Linked DNA regions of Ovis aries: region 2 is linked to region 1. A link is a contact called in public Hi-C data. All regions are on one chromosome and are shown on one strand. Each heading gives the region's core, a stretch centred on a gene start, on an enhancer-like site or on the middle of the called end of the contact. The rest is flanking DNA. Distances are from core to core; before and after follow the strand shown. Region 1 overlaps ASAP1 (ArfGAP with SH3 domain, ankyrin repeat and PH domain 1). Region 2 overlaps ASAP1 (ArfGAP with SH3 domain, ankyrin repeat and PH domain 1).

Region 1 (4,307 bases), core at 930-3,429:
TGGAAGAAAATGGGCTCTTGTCCCAGCTACTCTCCAGATGGTGTCTGGAGACCTTCAGTGCCAGGGGGCCCCCATCAGCTCTGCCGGCCAGCACCATGGCGAGTGCAGGGAGACCGAGGTCCCTCACTGCCTGCGCTTCCCCTGCTGACCCCCATCCCTTCGAAGTGCCACCAGCTAGCTGGTCTTGTAGTATTTTTGGCGTTTCCCCTTCCTCTACCGGTCTAAGTCAGGAAATGCAAAAAGTGCACAGCGTTAGAAAAACAGAAATGAGCAAGCAGTATCTCTCCAACGGAGGGATACCAGGTGGAAGTCTGGTTAGACTTGGAGTAAAGAAGCGTGACCGTCAGCGCGTCCCCCAGATGTCGCGGGGCTTCCCGAGAACCAGGCCTACACCAGGCATCCGTGGGCAGGACAAGAAGGAGAGGGTCTGGCCTGTTTGTGGTTTCTGCAGACTGGCTCGTCTTTCCCTCATCAAGACTCATCATGCGTTTTTCCAGCAAGGCATCTGCCTTTATAAAACTCTTGCTTATGGGATGATACTGGGTGCCTGTTTCATTGTAGTTTTGTAATGAAATAATTATCCTTTCGAGTGGGAGGGATATCTAAATGAGAGGGAAACCTAAAAGGGAGGGGATATATATTTATAAGTGTGGCTGATTCATTTTCCTATGCAGTAGAATCTTAACATCTTAAAGCAACTACCTGCAATAAAAATTAATTAAAGAAAATAGACCATTTGTCCCTCTTACAGCTACAGTCTTCTTTTAATTGTTAAAAAATTAAAATACAAATAATATTTCTTTTTGAAATATAGTTGCTTTAAAATGTGTTAATTTCTGACTCAGTTATCATATATATATATATATATATATATATCTTTTTTCATATTCTTTTCCATTTTGGTTTATCACAGGATATTAAATATAGTTCCCTGTGCTGTGCAGTAGGACTTTATTGTGTATCTATTCTATATCTACCAGTTTTCATCTGCTAATTCCAACTGCCTAGTCCATCAGAAATGCAGAAAGGCACTTCAGTAAAAGACCATCATATAGGCAACTTGCCCTCAAATGGTTCAGAAAATAACTATATGTATTTTCTGAATACATAAAAATTACATGGGAGGAAAAAAAAAGGAAAAGAAAGCAAGAGGAGTAAAATATTAACCATCAATGCAGGTGGGTAAAGGGCATGTGTGTTCCTTGTACTATTCGTATTGACATTTCCAAATAGGATTTTTGCAAACTGAAGGGGGGAAGTAGAAGAGGGCTCAACATTCCATGGTGATTGTGACCTTGATTCAGGATGGCCCAGAGGAAGCCAGGAGATGCTGGGGTCTGCTACAGACCCCACCTTCCTGGCGTCCTCACACTTCTCTGTACCGAACCGAAATCATGGAGGAAAAGCATCCCGCACGGGGAGTGCAGAAATGCAAGATCATCACAGCCGTCCCGTATGGAAATACACTTGCTGGTCTGGTTGCCTCCCCTTCAGACTGAGCATCTGAAGGGGCGCGGGTGGGGGCTCGGGCTTACTCCTCTTGTCCCCTCGTGCTGGGCGCAGGCCAAGGGCAGGCACTGGGCAGGGAGGAGCAATCAAGTGCCTTGGCTTCTACGTCACCACGTTTCTTCAATTTTCTCGTCACTGAGTTTCTATTTCTGATGACTCTCCATTTTACTTCTGGAAATTCCCTCTGGTTCTCTTTCCAATCCATTGGTTTTGAATCCTTGGGTCTTATTCTTCCATGAGAATTCTTCATTTTTATTTCATATCTGTACTTTAAAACGTACTGATATTCTTTTTCAGACTGCCCTGTTATGTTAATTCTGGAGGAGCCTATTCTCCCATTTCCTGCATCTTCCGATTTGGAGGGCAAGGTGGTTCATACCCCACCTTTCCTGGGTAGCAGAAGAGGATTTACAGAGCTGGTTTTGTGCTTCAGTCAAGGATCTGAGGGTTTCCTAGGTCTTGGAAATGCTGCTGTGCTAACTGCTGAACCGGAGACTTTTAACCCCAGTCCATGCTTTTAACCCCAGTATCTTTGAGCTCTGCGTCCATATTTAGGGCCTCAGAGTTCGCACAGAAGCCTTTTTCTCCCCCATCCAGACCCAGAGGCAGAATGTGCTTTCTTGTCATTTCTCTGCACTGGAGAGAGGAATCGTTTTGGCCCACTTTCAAAGGAGGCTGGGACCTCTGTGGGGTTGTGGCCTTATGGAGAGTTCTCAGCTGTCCTGTCCTGCAGGCACCAAGCAGGGACCAGCCAGCTTAATACTCTGAGTCTTCTTTTGCAAACGAGGAAAAGAAAGAACACTTAGAAAAATGTAAAAACTGCCATTTCCAGAAAAGAAAACCAGAATCTTTATCAGACCAGTAGCAAAGATGTGATTCAGAGCAGCAAGCACTTTGAACACTTTCTGCGTGTTCACCCTGCAGAGCAGTGGTTTGGGGAGGCAGGAATGAGCTGGGCCTTAAAATGTCTTATTTATCTTTGTAACTCCCAGTACAGAGAAGACAACAGGTATTTAAGAAGAGAGGGAAAGAGAAAGGAATTGTATGTTTCGAAAAAGACAAATGACTGATGTGGGAGACAGACTAATGGAAAGAAGCACTGAATTGAGACTCAGAAGTCCAGAGTTCTAGTCTGGAAATTGACTAGATATTGACTGTGATGTGACTGTTACAAGCAGTCACTTACCTTCTTGGAAGCACCCTACCTCACCCGAGTCAAAAGGTGGTGATAATTCTGTCCTGACCCTGACTCTTTCCCGGGTTGCGTGAGGTCACGAATGTGGGAGGAGGGAGCCTCAGAGGGTACGGGGGCTTTCTTGTCCTCAAGGTGGAAGGGGCCCCGTGTCCTCCAGCTGCACCTTGTTTTGAAGACTCCCCTCCCCACCCGCCTCCACCTTGTCTCACCACCGGGGGCCCTGGGTTTTTCAGGGAAGAGCTGCAGGCATTTCGGGGTTCTCAAAGCTTGTGCAGACTAAGGGGCTGTCCCCTGGCATATGGGCAATAGTTGGGTACTGGGGTGGCCGAATGGCTCCTGTCTCTTTCCCCTGGGAGGTCCCCCCCCGCCAGATCCCACAAATGAGGGCTGAGCTGCAGCTGGGAGCCCTTGTGGGATAGAATTTGTACATTGTGTTGCCTTCGTGCTGTTTTCTGAGACAGTCCTCTGGATGATGGAAATCAAGGTCTCTGTGGGGTCTATCCTTTGGTCAGGTCACTCTCATGCCTGGGTTGATTTGGTAGATGTAAGTAGTAGCATTTGTCATGATACAATGGGAAAACTGCTGGACTCGAGATCAATAACAACAGCTAATATTTACCCCATGGACTGTAGCCCACCAGGCTCCTCTGTCCATGGGATTTCCCAGGCAAGAATACTGGAGTCGGTTGCTATTTCCTCCTCCAAGGGATCTTCCCAACCCAGGGATCAAACCCATGTCTCTTATGTCTCCTGCATTGGCAGGCAGGCTCTTCATCACTAGTGCCATCTGGAAAGCCCTTATCGTACATTAATACACATCAAACATTGCTTTAAGCAGCTTTCCTATGAATTTGTTTAATGCTTGTAACAACCCTGTGAAACAGGTACTCTTTCTCTCCTCATTTTATGTGGGAGGAAACAGACACACAGGGACTAATTTCTCGTAGGTCATACACCTCACAAGTGGCAAGATTTTAAGCGAGGCTGTCTGTGTTCACGGCCCACACTCAACCATTGCCTCTGAAGACTTGAACTTGAATTCCATGCCCTAATTCCTCATGTGGCCTTGGGAGAATCTGCCTTTCACTTTTCTCTTAGCTTTTCTGATCGTCAGTGTCTTCCTCTGTAAATTTTGAAAAAGCTTGCAGGTTTTTTTTTTAAAAGGTGTTAAACCAAGCCATATATTAATATACAGAAAGTAGTGCCAGGCACATAATCAGTTCTAAACAAAAGTGAGTGGGTTCCATTTGCAGGATCAACAGGGGAAGGAAAAATGAGTTCTCATTTGCAGGATCAACAAGGGAAGGAATAAAGCGAGGACCAATTCAACTTAGAGAGTCTTCCCTGCACACACTTTTACTGCATATCCCGCTGTGTGCCAGGCACCCGGGAGACAAAGGTGAAAACTCAGGGTCCATGGGCTAGAGCCTCTTCTAGCTGATTAGAAGAGAAAGATGTGGAACTGTTTGCAGTTTTGGACTGATGTCCGTCCTCACCGCAGCAAAGCTACACAGGCGTGGATGGCCGTGAGTGTGCAGGGAAGGGAGAGTACCCCAGTGGGGCAGAAAGCAGAACCTTTGGGGAAAACGTGCTCTAAGAATTT
Region 2 (4,263 bases), core at 342-2,841, 220 kb after region 1:
ATATATTTTGCATACTTTCTTTTAAAGCTTGTTAGCTCTCCATGACCAGACAAATAAAATGGCAGAATCCACTTCCACAGGCTCCATAGTACTTCGCTGTATAACTAAACCATCATTCTGTGTATAGGATTTGAATTATACATTCAGTACAGGTGTACCTTATCTTAAATACATCCAATATATAGAGATCCTGATATCCTCTGGCCCAATGTAACATGTTTTTCTTTTTTTCAAGATTTCCATTAAAAGTGTTTTAGATAAGAATTTCAAAGAATGCATTTGAAACAGTATTGGTTTCCATCTTGTGAATGCTACATGCAGTGAATAACACTTTTCATTTAGAGTGTGTGTGCTTGTGGTTATGTGGCTGTCAAGTGTTGACTTGAAAGAGATTCACAGAACAGCATTTTGATGCTGCAAAAGACAGGTTTTTAGCGTTGTGGGTCTACGAGAGAAGGAAGGAAAAGGAGGAAAAGAAAAAGGAGGATGGAGATGGGTGGAACTGGCATTTGTTGAGAGGGGGTTCATTTGCCAGAGCAGAGGGCTGAGCGTGGAACATGGAGTCTCTGCTTGTGCCCCATGCTTTAGGATGTCCCTGACATTTTGCTTCTGATCTTCTCTTTTAAATAAAGATGGATCTGATCTTATCCTCCAAGCTTTCAGGCAGGCAAAGTTTTCATTATTTTTTATGGTTAACTTTTTGTCTGTACAAATAGCAGTGACAGCCAGTGTTTTACAGTGTGGGCACTACACGCCAGGCACTGTTTTTCAGTCACTTTGCATGGCGTCAGCTAGGATAGGCAAGGCTGTGCTGCAGTAATAAACTTAGCTCCCACATGTGCACCGCTTAACACAGCAGAGCGGTGTTATTTCCGCCTCCTGTCCCATGTCTACCGAGGGTTCAGCTGTACAGTAACAGCAATGCGCAGACCAGGGCGGAGAGAGGCTGCTCTGTCTCCTCTGTGCAGAGGAGGAGAGAAACTGGAGACTCACATGGAGCCGTGTCTTTAAACTGTGCTCCTGGCCCCATTTACAGGGGCTCAGAGAGCAGAAAGAGCAAACGGAGGATATGGTGAGCAGTACTGCTCAGATGTGGTGAGACTGTTGTGCCTCATCTAGAGCCCACTTCGCTCCTCACATGGAACCCACCAGGTAGCAGCCATAATCATCCTTACTGGATGGCTGAGAAAGTCGAGTCACAGAGCCCCGAGTGGATAGTGGAATCAGCATGAAACCCAGGCAGTCTGCTCCCCACTCTGCTTTTAAGCAGTTCCCGGGACTCCCTGCCTCTCAGAGGATACAGACATAACTTAATGCAGGAGACCCCAGGTTTGACCCCTGGGTCAGGAAAGATCCTCTGGAAAAGGGAATGCAACCCACTCCAGTATTCTTGCCTGGAGAATTCCATGGACAGAGGAGCCTGGCCTCCATGGGGTCGCAAAGGGTTGGACACGACTGAGCAGCTAACATTTGCACTTCTATTCTTTATAGATTTAAAGACTAGCAAACGAAATAGTGGCAGGGATGTTGCAAGAGTAAGGCAAACACTGTTTTTGAGATAATCAACAGCCCTCTGGCTGCATGATGTTAGTCCCAGAAGCCTCCAGACCGCCTTCTCCAGCCCAAATCTGGAGCTGCTTGGTGAAAAGCAAATGCAGATAACTTTTCTTGGCTCAGAAAATTCTGCCAGTCTCTGCCTTGCACCCGCTTCTTTGCTTCTTTCCCCTCTCCCTGGATTCCCATTGCCATCCCAGGCTTGGCCTCCTATCTGCATTCTTCTTGCTTCACATTAAATGTTCTGTCTTGAACTGGTTTGGACTCCTGCTGAACGGTGCCTGCATTTGCCCCTCACCTCCACTTTCTGTGGCCCTCAGATGAGACCACCCTGTCCAGCCCAGACCAGTTGGCAGAGGTGCTGCACAGCCCCACCAGTCTTCTCCCTGATGGATGGGTGAGGGGAGCATGGCTGGGATTTAGGCTCCATGGTACCCGCCAAGTCGGTGCTTTGAGGTGTGCACACCCCGTAAGCCCTTCTGCTCAGTGGCCAGGCTGGGCCCCGTGCTTCTGCTTCCGTCTTGCCTGGAAGCGGGCATATCAGAACGTGAAACACCTTTCCCTAAGTTTTCCTTGAAACACGAATCCCATGCCTTGAGTTCTGGATTGAGAAGCACCACATAATTAACACCCTTGCAGAATTTACTGCGCACACGTGTATATCAAAGGCTAGAGGCATCGTGCAATGAAAGAGACCGGTCCAGTGTTTTCCTGACTTCCTTGACCACCAGCTTTCTTGTCCTAAAAGAAGCATTAGCTTCTTCCCATGCACCCGCCCTGAGAAATGCTGCCTGAGATGTTAGGACCAGGCAGGCCCCCAGGCCTCCTGCTGGATCGGGGGGTCCATTTCATCTGTCCTGTTTCTTTGTTTTCATTTTCTTTTCCATTTCACATCTATTCTTCTCGAATTTCTTTCTTTCTTCCATTTCAGTGAATCATTTTCGAGTATTTTAAGCCTCTTTGTTTATGTGTTGTCTCTTTTTCTTAGAGGATTTCCCTGCCTGTGGTACCTTGAGGTTTAAAGCGGAAGAAACAAGCCTCCTGATTTCGTCTGGAACTAGTAACTGACTCTGTCTTCCACTCAGAGTGAATGGCCCTTTTATTGACTAATTGCCCGGCTGGGTTGAGAAATTGGAAGTTCAGAGAGCTGGCAGGCGTAACACGACTTTGAAGTCAGTTACAACTGAGTTCAGATCTCTGCTCTGCTGTTTCCCAAGCTAGGTCACCAGAGGCAGATTCCTTTATTCACTCACTCACTGCCTCACCCATTCATCCAGAAAGCACAGAGACCCAGAAAGGCTTCCCAGAAGAGAGACCCTTGACCTGAGCCACAAATAATCAATATTTTGTGAAACTCCTCTCGGGCTTGCAGAGGCTCTTTTCTTTAAATAGAAACATCATACAACACTAAGCGTCGCTTGATACACCTGACATTTTGAGAGATTTAGAAAATACCAACACTTCAGTAGTTTTAAAAAGAAAGAAAAGAAAAGACTTTTTCTAAAAGCGTGGCCTCGACTCAGCCAGCATTTACTAAGTGTCCGCTCTGTTCCGGCCTCTGTGCTAAGCTTGACTGTCACCTTCCATTTAAGAGATTGCTTATACAGAATCTTTTAGTAGTTTGTACTAAAGTGCTACTTCATTCTGTAGGGAAAGGTGAATATGGATTTAGGACCAGATTTTTAAAACTTCCTGTTTTTGCTCCCTACAAGTAGAGAACACTTTTATTTGGTTTCTTAGCAGCACTTAACATCACAGGTATGTGTAGGAAGGTTCTTTTTCTTCACGGGTGGCCTCGAAATACATCAGCTGGGCTGACCAGAGAGAAAGCAGAGCTCAGGTAGTAATGTGAGTAATGAGCAGTGGGGAGCAGCTATAAACACAGATGAAGCTTCACCTGCTAGCCTGTAGCTCACCTCTTGCTGTGTGGCCTGGTGCCAGTCCATGGCCCAGGGTTTGGAGGACCCCTGAGTTAAGAGAAATTCTTTGAATTCTAAAATACTCATTGAAGATCAAGTGAAGTGAGTCTTAAAACGTATAAGATGTGGACCAAGCCGAGAGAGTAGGGCGGTCTAGGCAGAGAAAGCAGCAGGTGCCTGGTTTCTGACCAGGGAAATGAAGACAGAACCTGTCTGCTGAGTGGCATCACCTTGTCCTCCTGGTACGTGGTGAGCCCCGTGTGCTTGTACACGTTTATCAGCTTCTTAAATTGCCTTGACAAGGTTCTTCCTAAGTAAAAGTTTGTTGTAAAGCATGTCCCGTAATGTATGATAAAGATGTTCAAGGAAGGCAAGGAAAATGTGATTCGATGTCAGTTTCATTGTGGTTTTGTTCTAGTTTAAACGTAGCAGATTATAGATGGCATGCATGGAAATGAAAGTAAAGTTCTGAAGGTTGACCAACTAACTGAGTAATCCTCTCAAGCACACTAAAGAAGCCCTTAGGGTCGGCCTGACTCTTTTAAACCAAGGCATACCTATACAGGCTTTTTTCTTCTGCTTTCTCATTTATCTCGATCTTATAAATCTTAGCTGCCCTCCCCTCCCTTTTCTTATTATTATCCTCAGATGAAATCACATAATGCAAAGGAAAATCGTGCTTTCTTTCAGTTTCGCTGTTGATGTAGGAAATGATGTTAAATCTAACCCGTCATTTACTTAAATTGAATTAGACAAAATATAATTGCATTATTTCACATTAAGGTATTCT

The links. Hi-C and Micro-C count contacts between places; a contact is called where the count stands out from the background.
Region 2: a contact with region 1 is called in a Hi-C map of liver, with 3 times the contacts expected there. The contact joins two enhancer-like sites. A contact is called at or near these places in 5 of 16 Hi-C or Micro-C datasets (liver, muscle, skin fibroblasts and 1 more).

Annotation. Positions count from the first base shown.
Region 1 is chr9:23,353,607-23,357,913 of ARS-UI_Ramb_v3.0, forward strand. All of the region lies in intron 1 of ASAP1 (ArfGAP with SH3 domain, ankyrin repeat and PH domain 1), which reads left to right. Among named protein-coding and RNA genes, the nearest start is that of ASAP1, 7.3 kb to the left of the region's middle. Within about 2 kb of position 2,180, at least 3 of the 54 cell types and tissues checked have an H3K27ac peak or open chromatin away from gene starts, as enhancers often do. A contact at or near this core is called in liver, where this site is marked.
Region 2 is chr9:23,578,855-23,583,117 of ARS-UI_Ramb_v3.0, forward strand. All of the region lies in intron 6 of ASAP1 (ArfGAP with SH3 domain, ankyrin repeat and PH domain 1), which reads left to right. Among named protein-coding and RNA genes, the nearest start is that of TRNAC-GCA, 68 kb to the left of the region's middle. Within about 2 kb of position 1,592, at least 2 of the 54 cell types and tissues checked have an H3K27ac peak or open chromatin away from gene starts, as enhancers often do. A contact at or near this core is called in liver, where this site is marked.